Regions from separate parts of the Mus musculus genome. Here regions 1 and 2 are each linked to region 3. Evidence: chromatin contacts called from public HiChIP or PLAC-seq and capture Hi-C data. All regions are on one chromosome and are shown on one strand. The core of a region is the stretch at or near the end of the contact, and the rest is flanking DNA. Distances in the headings are between cores, read along the strand shown. Region 1 holds the start of Kdf1 (keratinocyte differentiation factor 1). Region 2 holds the start of Pigv (phosphatidylinositol glycan anchor biosynthesis, class V). Region 3 holds the start of Cnksr1 (connector enhancer of kinase suppressor of Ras 1).

Evidence for each region. HiChIP or PLAC-seq counts read pairs in DNA pulled down with a chosen protein or histone mark. Capture Hi-C pulls out chosen DNA fragments and counts their contacts.
Region 1: a capture Hi-C map of macrophages shows a contact between it and region 3, with 4 times the contacts expected there. The contact joins the promoter of Kdf1 here to the promoter of Cnksr1 in region 3. A contact is called at or near these places in 2 of 115 datasets of contacts at active chromatin or transcription factors (astrocytes and pancreatic cancer cells) and 2 of 9 other capture datasets (liver and macrophages).
Region 2: a FOXA1 HiChIP or PLAC-seq map of pancreatic cancer cells shows a contact between it and region 3. The contact joins the promoter of Pigv here to the promoter of Cnksr1 in region 3. A contact is called at or near these places in 2 of 115 datasets of contacts at active chromatin or transcription factors (memory CD8 T cells and pancreatic cancer cells).

Annotation. Positions count from the first base shown.
Region 1 is chr4:133,517,429-133,520,929 of GRCm38.p6, reverse strand. Kdf1 (keratinocyte differentiation factor 1) reads right to left here and starts at 1,967. Exons shown (of 4, transcript NM_133707.2): 1 at 1,878-1,967. Gm42323 (predicted gene, 42323) reads left to right here and starts at 1,072. Exons shown (of 3, transcript NM_001378703.1): 1 at 1,072-1,830; 2 at 2,669-2,741. The coding sequence starts at 1,121.
Region 2 is chr4:133,671,303-133,674,508 of GRCm38.p6, reverse strand. Pigv (phosphatidylinositol glycan anchor biosynthesis, class V) reads left to right here and starts at 1,862. Exons shown (of 4, transcript NM_178698.5): 1 at 1,862-2,190.
Region 3 is chr4:134,236,266-134,239,830 of GRCm38.p6, reverse strand. Cnksr1 (connector enhancer of kinase suppressor of Ras 1) reads left to right here and starts at 1,432. Exons shown (of 21, transcript NM_001081047.1): 1 at 1,432-1,574; 2 at 3,514-3,565. The coding sequence starts at 1,523.

The DNA.
Region 1 (3,501 bases), core at 718-3,217, 720 kb after region 3:
TTTGTACCCAGTTGGCCTGTCCTCAGACCCTCCCCCACTCCTTGCCCAAGTTCTCAAGAGGATTCCTCTACTATCCCATCCCATCTGTGGACTTGTGAGGAAAGGGCCAGTTAAAGCTGCCAGCATGAGCTGGCACCTCTGGAGGGCTTGCATCTACAGTCCTACCATCTGTCCTCGGACCCCCCACAATGATTGTCTGTGGGTCTGTAGGAGTATCATGGGTCAGTGTTTCTCTCCCCACCACCGACGGCTTAGGACTGCTACTGTTCATTACACTGTCCACGGGCCAGCACTGTGCTTAGCACTGAGGAGACGGCAGTGAATGGGCTAGAAACCGGCTCTAGCCAGAGCTCTTCCACGTTATTCAGTCCTTACAACTGCCACGTGAATTATTTACTGTCACTGTACAGTTCAGGAATCGGAAGCTCAGAGAACAGAGAGGAGAGATCAAGTAAGTCAGCAGGCTGGGAAGGAACAAGATTTGCTGCGGGGCAGGCCAGGCTCTTCACCCCAGGTACTCTGCTCTTGGTGGCTCCCTCAGGTAATTTCAGAACTAGAAAGGCTGAGCCAGGCAGATTCTTTGAGTTCAAGATCAGCCTGGGCTACCCAAGAGAGAGACCCTGTCTGAAACTTAAACAACCAAGCAGTCAGCCTTCCTGTTTGTGGTATGAATAGTGCCTTGCATGAGCGTCCCTTCAAACCATCCATCTACACCTTCCTTTTCCCACGATTGTCCCTGGTCCATCCCTCCTGACAACCCAGTGACACTGCTCACTTAATTTAGTGGGACCAATTTTTGCCTCAATTTTGGCCTGGGACAAGAGTCTTGGACCCAGCTTCCTCATCTTTAAATAGGTTCATCTTAGAGTAGTGAGGTGGCCCACGTCTGTAATTCCAGCACAAGACACGATGAGATGATGAGGACTTCAGAGTCATCCTTGGCTGAATATTGGGCCTAGCCTGGGCCATATGAGACCCTATCTCAAAAAGCAAAACAAAATATATATTAAATTAACTTAAATATAAGTAAATAATAAACCAATGTGACGTAAAATAAAAATGGAAAACCTCATCTCTCAAAAGAGGAGAGATTAATGTCCTTCTAACCCTCTACGGAGGTATGGGGGTTGGGGGTGGAGCTCCGTGTTTAGCAAAAGCCTGGGAAGACACACTCTTGGCATTCTCTAACTTGGCAGCGTTCGAAGGCATCGCAAGGATGCCTCAAGGTCTGATGGCCCCAGGATTCTCTGATTTCTCACTGCCTTCGCCTTTCCGACAGTCCCCACAAAACACAGAGACAGACGGACAGACAGACAGACTCGGGGGCTCTCCATGGGCCCTCCTCCCTGTGTCCCCAGGACGAGCCGGCTGCAGCAGCCTCTGTCCAGGCAAACGTATGGTCAGCGAGCCGCGCTCAGCTCTGCTCAGCTCGGGCGCAGGGTACTGTGCACCCCCCTGGCACAGCCCCAGCCACTGTCTCATCTGCAAGCAGGAGCCGCGCGCGTCCAGGCGGCAGGGCTCGCGTTGCCGTCGGGGCGCGCACCGCCTCGCTTGCCACCAGCGCCGTGGCCCGCGACTCCCGACGCTGTTCCACGCACGGTGCTGGGTCCTAGCACCCCAGGGGCCTCTCGGCCCGCCCAGCCCAGCCCAGCCCTGCGCCCGTTCGGGCCGCTCCGGCCGGGCCCCGCGCACCCCGGAAGTGGACGTCGGGGCCCGAGGAGCAGGGCCCGCGCCCCGCCGCCGTCCAGGCGCGGCCTCCAGGGTCACCCACCCGGGGCTGCACCGCCCCGCGCCCCCGCGGACCCGCGCCGGCCTTACCTGCCCAGCCAGGTGAGCCGCCTCCGCTCGGCCCTTCCCCCGCCCCCCTCGGCACTCACCTGGGTCGCAGGTAAGCGTCTCGCGGGAGCGCGGCACGGGGCGCCGCTGGGGACACACTTCCTGCCTCCGCCGAGCGCCGCCGCGCACCTGGCCGAGGCCCCGCCCAGCTCCGGCCCAGCCAGGAGAGTGAGGCCCTGAGAGGGGCCATCATCGGGCAACAGTGCTTAGGTCCCCTCTCTGCTCTATAGTCCAGTGTCCTGGAAGTATCGGAGAGCCCATGGGGCGCCTACCGGGCCGCAAAGCTCCTACTTAAAGGGCATGCATGCCTCCTGGGAAGCCGTCCGGGCCCCTGAGTCCCTAGCTCTGTCATGTGGAACAGTTCTCTGGACTCTTTATTATAGTTCCCAGCAGACTGTTGCTTTCCTGTCTTTTGTCTCCTCCTTTTAGCCTCTGACCTTGAGGGTAAGGTCTGGTCTTGTTTCCCTAGTACAGCGCCTGGCACATACCAACTGCTTAGTAAATATTCTTCACTGTTTGAATAGCTAGGCAATGATCTCTTGTCTATCTATCTGTCTGTCTACATATTCACTTATTTAGGTTTCTCTTTTTTTACATTAAATGTTTTTATATGTATGAATGTCTTGCCTGCTTGTACATCCATGCACCACTTGCGTGCCTTGTGCCCACAGGTAAGGGAGCAGAGGAGGGCATGGGATGCCCTGGAACTGGAGTTACAGAGGGTTGTGAGCTGTTATGTGAGCACTTGAGAGTCGAACTGGGGACCTTGGAACTTTGAAGAGCAGCCAGTGCTCTCTGAGGCAGAACTCTCTCTTCAGCTCCTCTTACCTAGGTCTTCCAATACAAGATCCTGGGAAGACCAGCCATATCCTGTCCTGCTTCGAGTCAAGATCAGCCTAGATCAGGTATGTTCCCAGGGGTGCAGCCGTAGATTGTTCAAGTTTTCTGAGACAAAGTCTCATGTACCCCAGGCTGGCCTCTAGCTCCCTATGTAGCCAAGGCTGCCCTTGAAGACTTGCTCCTCTTATCTATGGAGTGCTGGGATCACAGGCATGCGCCTCCACAGCCAACATAGTCCCTGATGTCTTTCTTGCTCTTTTTGAACTGTTTGACATGGGAGCAAGTCACTTTCCATTTTCCAGTGTCCCCTCTGTAGATATAGACCTCTCTAGCCAGATGTGGTGGCACATGCCTTTAATCCCAGCTCTTTGGAGGCAGTAAGGTGGACCTCTGTGAGTTCCAGGCCAGCCTGGTCTACAGAGTGAGTTCCAGGATTGGCAGGACTATGTAGAGAGACCCCATCTCAAAAAAACAAACAAACAAACAAAAAAAACCATGAGGGGCATGGTGGCACACACCTTTAATCCCAGCACTTGGGAGGCAGAGGCAGGCAGATTTCTGAGTTTGAGGCCAGCCTGGTCTACAAAGTGAGTTCCAGGACAGCCAGGGATACACAGAGAAACCCTGTCTCAAAAAAAACCAATAAATAAATAAATAAGTAAATAAATAAGTAAACAAACAAACAATTTTAAAAGGTACCTCTGTCAACTGGGGAGGACAAAGAAGGTCACACATGGAAATGACAGGTTTGGGAGAGATCCCTGTGGCAAGTTCCCAGCAAAGGCCCAGTGGCAGAACTTCCCACAGTCTATCACACTTCCTTCT
Region 2 (3,206 bases), core at 613-3,112, 570 kb after region 3:
AATCAGCTTAGGGTTCTGTTGGTGAACCTCGCCTGATGGTGTAGGGTATTTCCTTCCTAATGCCAGGTGGAAGATGTACTTTCAGGAGCCCGGGGACATGGCTGGCTGTCTTCCTTGCCTTCCTGGTGGCTCAGCAGGCTCCGTTTTTTAACTGTAGACTCTAAAGGCAAACTGCTTAGCACTGTCTCTCTCACCTCTCACAGCCTTGGAGCCCTACACACCCCTCCCATCCCATCCTGCCACCTTCCAGTCCAAAAAGCCAGAGTGTCAGGGCTTTGAGAGCACAAGATTCAGTTTCCTTTTTTTTTTTTTTTTTTTTCTTCTGTAGGAGAAGAAGCCAGAAAATGAAACGGGAAACAGCAGAAGAGAAGGGGGTTGGGCGGCTGGGAAGGGAAGGGAAGGAAGGAGAGATTGCAGCCAAGTGCGACTGAAGATCTAGTCAAAGTTCTACCTCCTAAGGAAGGGTGTTTCAACAAACACTCTCACTTCTCACAAAAGGACCCCTGCCTTTTTTACAAGCAGATTCTGCAGGGATTCTTTATTGGACAGACAGAACCTCGAGCTTGCATGCCATTTTCCCCTGTGAATTCACGAAGCAAGGATGGTTTCTTTAAGGTCAGGGTGCTGCGAAGACTGTAAGAAAGTCAAGTCACAACCTCGGGCCCTAGTCACAAGTGTGCCTAGAGAGGCACTGACATTTCACTCACAGGACTGGCAACAAATGCTTTCGGGGGGCGGGGGGGGGAGGAAAAATGACTTTGGAAACTCCTGTTTTCTCTTTACCAGTCATTAAATTATACATTATCCACCTTACACGCAAACATCCAAGGGGCAGTTGACATCCCAGGGCCTGAGATGATAGACAGACACAGCTTCTGGCCCCCACCGAACTGATGAAGGCTAGTTTTTTTTGTTTTTTTTGTTTTTTTTTTTTGCTTGGAGAGATAGAGACCCATCTCTTTGTTCCCACCCACATTTGTGGCTGTTGCAGAAGATAAACCCCTCCCTCAGCCAGGGCTGTGGCCAGAGGTTAACCTAGACCCAAGCTACGTTTGAGAGGACAGATAACTGAAACCACACAAGGCTTTGGAATCCTGAGAAACGAGAAATCTACCAACGGAGAAGGATTTACTATCTGTTTCCTCTAAGGCGGGTGCAAAGTTGTTCTAACAGTTTCCGTTAGTTACAGGGGTACCAACTGGCCGCTCCTCCCCAACAGGCGGTTTTGTTCAATTAGCTTCCTTTTTTTTTTTTTTTTTTTTTTTCTTTTTCTTTTTTTTGGCGCCAGTTCCTGCGACAGAAACTGCTTGAGGGAGAATCCTCGGGGGTGTTCTCTGAGGTTTCCTTCCTCGTCCCATACAGTCATCTGAGGTGGGACAGAGGACTGTCGCAGGGCAGAGGTCCTTCATTGCCAGGAGGGGAAAGGCAGGGGGAATTCCCCTACTTTCTTCTCATCCAGTTGCAGGGTACCGCTGCTTGCCACAAAAACCCCAAGAAGGCTTTCTTTTGCCTATTCATATTGTCTATCGTGTGCCAGGTCCTGTGCTGAGCTGGGGTGGCGGAACACCGAGAGAACGCGTGGCTCTGGGGCAGCGCCCGGGTCCAGCCTCGGCTCACACCGGGAAGTCAGAGGCTGCTCACGGCAGGGGACTGGGGTGAGAGCCCCGACCCGGGAGCGCAGCGCCCGCGCACAAACTGCTGGCGAGTCAAGAGGCCTACTCCTCAGGTGTCACCACGCCGGGAAGGTGCGACTCACCGCCGCCGCCTCGGCCCCCGCCCTAGCTGGGGTCAACATGGCCGCCGAGGAGGGGGGCGGGGCGCTCCGAGTCCGGGCAGGAGCGGGGCGGGGCCGCCGTCGGCCGAGCCGGCGCGCAGGCGCGGCACGGACGGGACCCGGATGGAGGCGCTGAAGTTGGAGCTCCGCGGGGGTGGTCTGGACGCGCGGGCGCGGAGGATCCGGCGCCAGCTCTGCAACTCTGGAGTCCTCCGGGGAGGGAAGCTGTCAAACGCAGGCCGAGAGAAATTAGGCGGAGGCTGTAGAGAAGCGAGGAGCCCCGCCCCTCCGCCATAGCAGCCTCCGGCGCCGCCTCTTCCTTTGCAGCCTCCGGCCCTCGTCTGCTTCCGGCCCCGTTGCCTGGCCCGGCCCCGCGATTCCCCCGGGACGAAGCCCTGGGCCGTGGCTCCCTTGGGGTGAGGGTCACTGTCCCGTCCTGGGTAGGAACTGTGTCCGAAAAGAGCAGGCTGGAACGGGCTCCCAGTATGGCAGGGCTTAGCAGAAGGAGGCGGCTCGCTCCACGTTGCCTCTGGGTCATAACGCAGCACCCATTTGAGAGTATTAGCCTTCCGCAGAAAATCCAGGACTCCAGTTCAACAGATCTTTCCCAGTTAGGGCCCATCACCATAAGCTTCCAGCAACAACATGTGCTACAGTTGGAGAAAGTTCTGGGCTAAGCCTTGGATGTCCTGGCTGGACAAGGAATGCATACCCTTTGTTTATGGCAAAAAGCTCTCCTGACTGTGGACATAGGTTTTAGAAAGCAGTGCGTGAGGAGCTTTAAGTGGTGGGCGTGTCACTTGGCTCCAGTGAGCCTCAGTTTTCACATCCATAAAATGGCGATGGTAATTACACAGTCTTACTGGTGTCTAATGAGATCTCTGGAGCCTATTTCACGGGTAAATTAAAGAAAAATGAAACTGGTTGGTTCTAAGCATCCGGCCAGTTAAGAGTCTGATTTGGCAAGGGGCTTCTTTCAAAGGGGTGTTGGCAAAATAGCTAGAGAGATAATTGACTGTCTTGATTTTACTTTGTTTAACTTGAGTGTGGGTTGCATCTCCTGTGGCCACTGATGCCAGAGTTTGAAAGAGGGAAGGACTGAGAATCAAGATGCAGAGGTGGATTCAGTACTTTTCCTCTCTCTGCCTCCTTTGTGCGTGCGGATTGGAGGCCAGGGAAAAGAGAGGGAGGGAGGGAGAGATTGATTGAGTTTGAGTTGGGTGTCCATGTTTCTGTCATTTATTTGGGTTTAGTGAATCCAGTGTTGGAGATATCGTGGGTAGTCAGAAAATGCTGTTTCCTGCGGCTTAACTTTAAACTGAATTGTCCTAAATAAACCGACATGGAGTTGGGAGGTGAGGGGGCCTCCTTTTCTCCCGGTCTCCTGGTGATGAAGTAAGCAGCAGGCGCCCCCTCGTGCCGAGGATGGGGT
Region 3 (3,565 bases), core at 183-2,682:
TGGTGGTCCACGCCTTTAATCCCAGCACTCGGGAGGCAGAGGCAGGTTTGAAGCCAGCCTGTTCTACAAAGTGAGTTCCAGGACAGCCAGGGCTACACAGAGAAACCCTGTCTCCAAAACAAAACAAAAACAAACAAACAAACAAAGGCATCATTCTAACTGGTTCTGTGATGCAAACTGTGGTCTCTATTTTTTTTGGGGGGGGAACAAAAGTAGGAAAATCACTGGAACCCCTGAGTTGTAGAGCAGTCTGAGCAACATAGCAAGAATGAAAAGCAACTCAAAAATTGTAGCAAGAATAAAAGCTGGGCTGGTGAGATGGCTCAGTGGGTAAGAGCACCCGACTGCTCTTCCGAAGGTCCAGAGTTCAAATCCCAGCAACCACATGGTGGCTCACAACCATCAGTAATGAGATCTGGCGCCCTCTTCTGGAGTGTCTGAAGACAGCTACAGTGTACTTATAATAAATAAATAAATCTTTAAAAAAAAACAAAAAAAAAAAAACAACAAAAAAAAAAGAATAAAAGCGCTTTCAGGAGGCAGCTGACATCTGCAAATGTCTTGGGAATGGCTGGGGTGCTTCCTCTTCACTTACTATGGTAACCAATAAAAGCCCTTTGTGCCCTAAAATAAGTAATAACTGAATTGATTAAAGTCTTACTTTGAGAAAGGGCCTCTAAATCTCAACAGGTTGTCAAAGGGGGCAGAGTCCACGGTGCAGCTTTTATTTACTCAGTTTCTGCTGTTTCGTTTTGTTTTGGAATGGGCTTGCTCTGTAGTCCAGGTGAGCCATCCACCTGCCTCAGCCTTCAGAATCCTGAGATGATGCCACTTATAGCCACCATTTGTTCAGATGCTCGCAAATGTCCCGTGAAGCAAGGACTGTTATGCCCTGAAATGAGCACTGAAAGTAGGTCAGCTGTCTGTGCAACAACTCCAGATGGCGATAATGAGATAGATACCACGGGGACCCGGGGATGGGTAGATAGTGGCTAGTCCTGCGCTTTGCTTCTGCGCCAACCATTCACCAAGTACTCTTTTTGGGGGTGGGGGTGGGGTGCTGAGAGGTCAGGGTCCTCTCGGCTGGGATATGAGCCCAGTTTGTTTTTTGTTTTGTGGATATTTGAGACAAAGTCTCGATGCACAGCTCTGGCTAGCCTGGAACTCACTATGTAGATTCGGCTAACGTCAAACTTATAGGGATCCTCCCTCCTTGGTGAGGCCAGTTTTGAGTTGAATCCCATGCCAGTTCCGGACTGCCTGAGTCACACACCCCTTGGCGCCAGCCCAGGAGTCCAACTGCCTAGTTGCCAAAGCCCTAGGATGCCAGAGGGGCAGGGCAGGAGGAAGACAGGCGGTGGACCAATGGCAGTGGCACTGCCTTACCTGGTTGGCCACGTGGGCCCAGGTATGCAGCGGCCCCGCCCTGCCTGCTCTGGCCCAGCCCCGCGGCCTCCGGGCTCGGGCTCGGACTGGGAGCGGAAATTCCTGCAGGGGCTGGACGCTACGGGCAGAGCTCAGGATGGAGCCCGTGGAGGCCTGGACCCCCGGGAAGGTGGCAGCTTGGCTGAGAGGTTGGTGAATCGGGAGAGGCAGGGGCGAAGTGGGCTCAAGGGGATTAGTGCGGTGTCCCTTGGACCAGAAAGTAGGGAGGGAAAAGGAGAAAGAACCTGCGGAGTCTATGAGTCAACAGGTATTTATAGAGCGTCTACCCTGTACCAGCCGACCAGCGTCCCCAATACAGGAACAGTGAGGGCAGAGATAGGCCAGGCGACACTGGAGGGCCCAAGATGCAGGAAGGGGTCTTTCCCAGACTTTAGGGGTGTTCTAGCGCCCGCCAGGGTGGCGGCAGACAGGTGCGGTGATAAGTACGCAAAACAGGGAGGCTCTAGTGGCCCACACCCCCTTTATCTCCGTCATCTTCTCAGTGCCCCAGGGCCCTGTGAGCTATTATTAAGCCCATTTTTCAGAAGTAGAAACATACACAGAGCCAGGAAGTGATTTGTTCAGTCTTGGAACAGGGCCGGCCCTGGGTGTCATTTTCTCAGCCTTAGGTTGGCAGTAAGAGAAACAGAAACCCTAGTCATACTGAAGGGGTGACACAGCTCCACCCTCAGGAGTGAAGATCACTCCCCAGGTGACCAAGAGTCACAAACACAGTCAGACTCAGGAAAAATGAGGGCGTGTGGCTGCAGGACGGGGTGTGGAGGCTCTCAGAGGGGCGTGGGGGGGGGGCGGGTAGCTGGAGCCTGCTCAGGCATTTCTGTGTGAGCAGACAGGAGAGCAACAGGCTGACTCCCCCACACTGGTGGCTACTACCGCTCACCAGGAAGGTGACCACAGGCCTCTCTATTCATGAATCGGTCAAAATGAGACCATGGTGGTGTGACTAGCTTCCGTTGCTCAAATGTTTGTGACCTCTGGGAGGGAGGATGGCAGGCCAGCACATTCAACGTGGGAATGAAATTGTCCGAGTAACCCTGGGTCCTGAATTCCCAATCCAGCCCTTGTAATGGCACAGGAGAAATGGTGGAGGAGAACCTAATGGCTACACATTCCCCATGGCAGTTGGGCCTGAAATGGGAGGCTTTCCATCAAAGCATGAGCAAGCTGCTACATCTGTATGCATTAGTGTATCAGGGACGATGATGGGTGGTCTCCACCCTCTAGAAATGGGAAGAGCAAAGGTGCCAGATGGGTAAAGTGGTTGTTTTGTTTTGTTTTGTTTTGTTTTGTTTTGTTTTGTTTTGTTTTGTTTTGTTTTGTTTTGTTTTGTTTTGTTGAGACAGGGTTTCTGTGTATAGCCCTGGTTGTGAACTCGGGGATCCTCCTGTCTCTTCTTTCCAAGTGCTGGGATTAAAGGCATTCGCCACCGCCATACCCGACTATGGGTAAAGTTCTCAAAACATTGCCTCCCACAAAGTAAGGTCATGGTAGACAGCCTGGCAGCAATGTGATGGCTGCTGCTTGCTGCCTGACTCTGGACTGAGTGGCCCAGCAATCACCTAAAATACATGGGTAGAAGCAGGCACTTCTAGCAGTCCCATTTAATTTATATTTTACATTCTATTTACTTTGTGTGTGTGTGTGTGTGTGTGTGTGTGTGTGTTTTACCTGCATGTACATATGTGCACCCTGAGAGTGCTGTCGGATGGTTGTGAGTTACCCTGTGGGTGCTGGGAGCAGAACCTGGGTCCTCTGCAAGAGCAGTCAGTGCTCTTAACCACTGAGCCATCTCTGCAGCCCCTGTTTGTTGTGTGTGATGGTCACTATATGTCAAGGTATTTGAGCATGAATTTGGTAGATGGCACTGTCGGTAGGTTGGACACACGTGCTAGAGTCATTGTCGACTATGGTTTTCACCTCAGTAGCATCAGTTGTGAGAAGGGCAGAATCAAGCCAGGGGCTCAGGGTTGTCATTAGGGACAGGAAGGAGGGGAAGGGCTCTGATGTAATAAAATCTCAGAATGACAATGACACCTGTTTCCTCACGCTGACCTCTTTCTGCTCCAGGCCTTGATGATGCCCTACAGGACTATCCCTTCGAGGACTGGCAGCTGCCTGG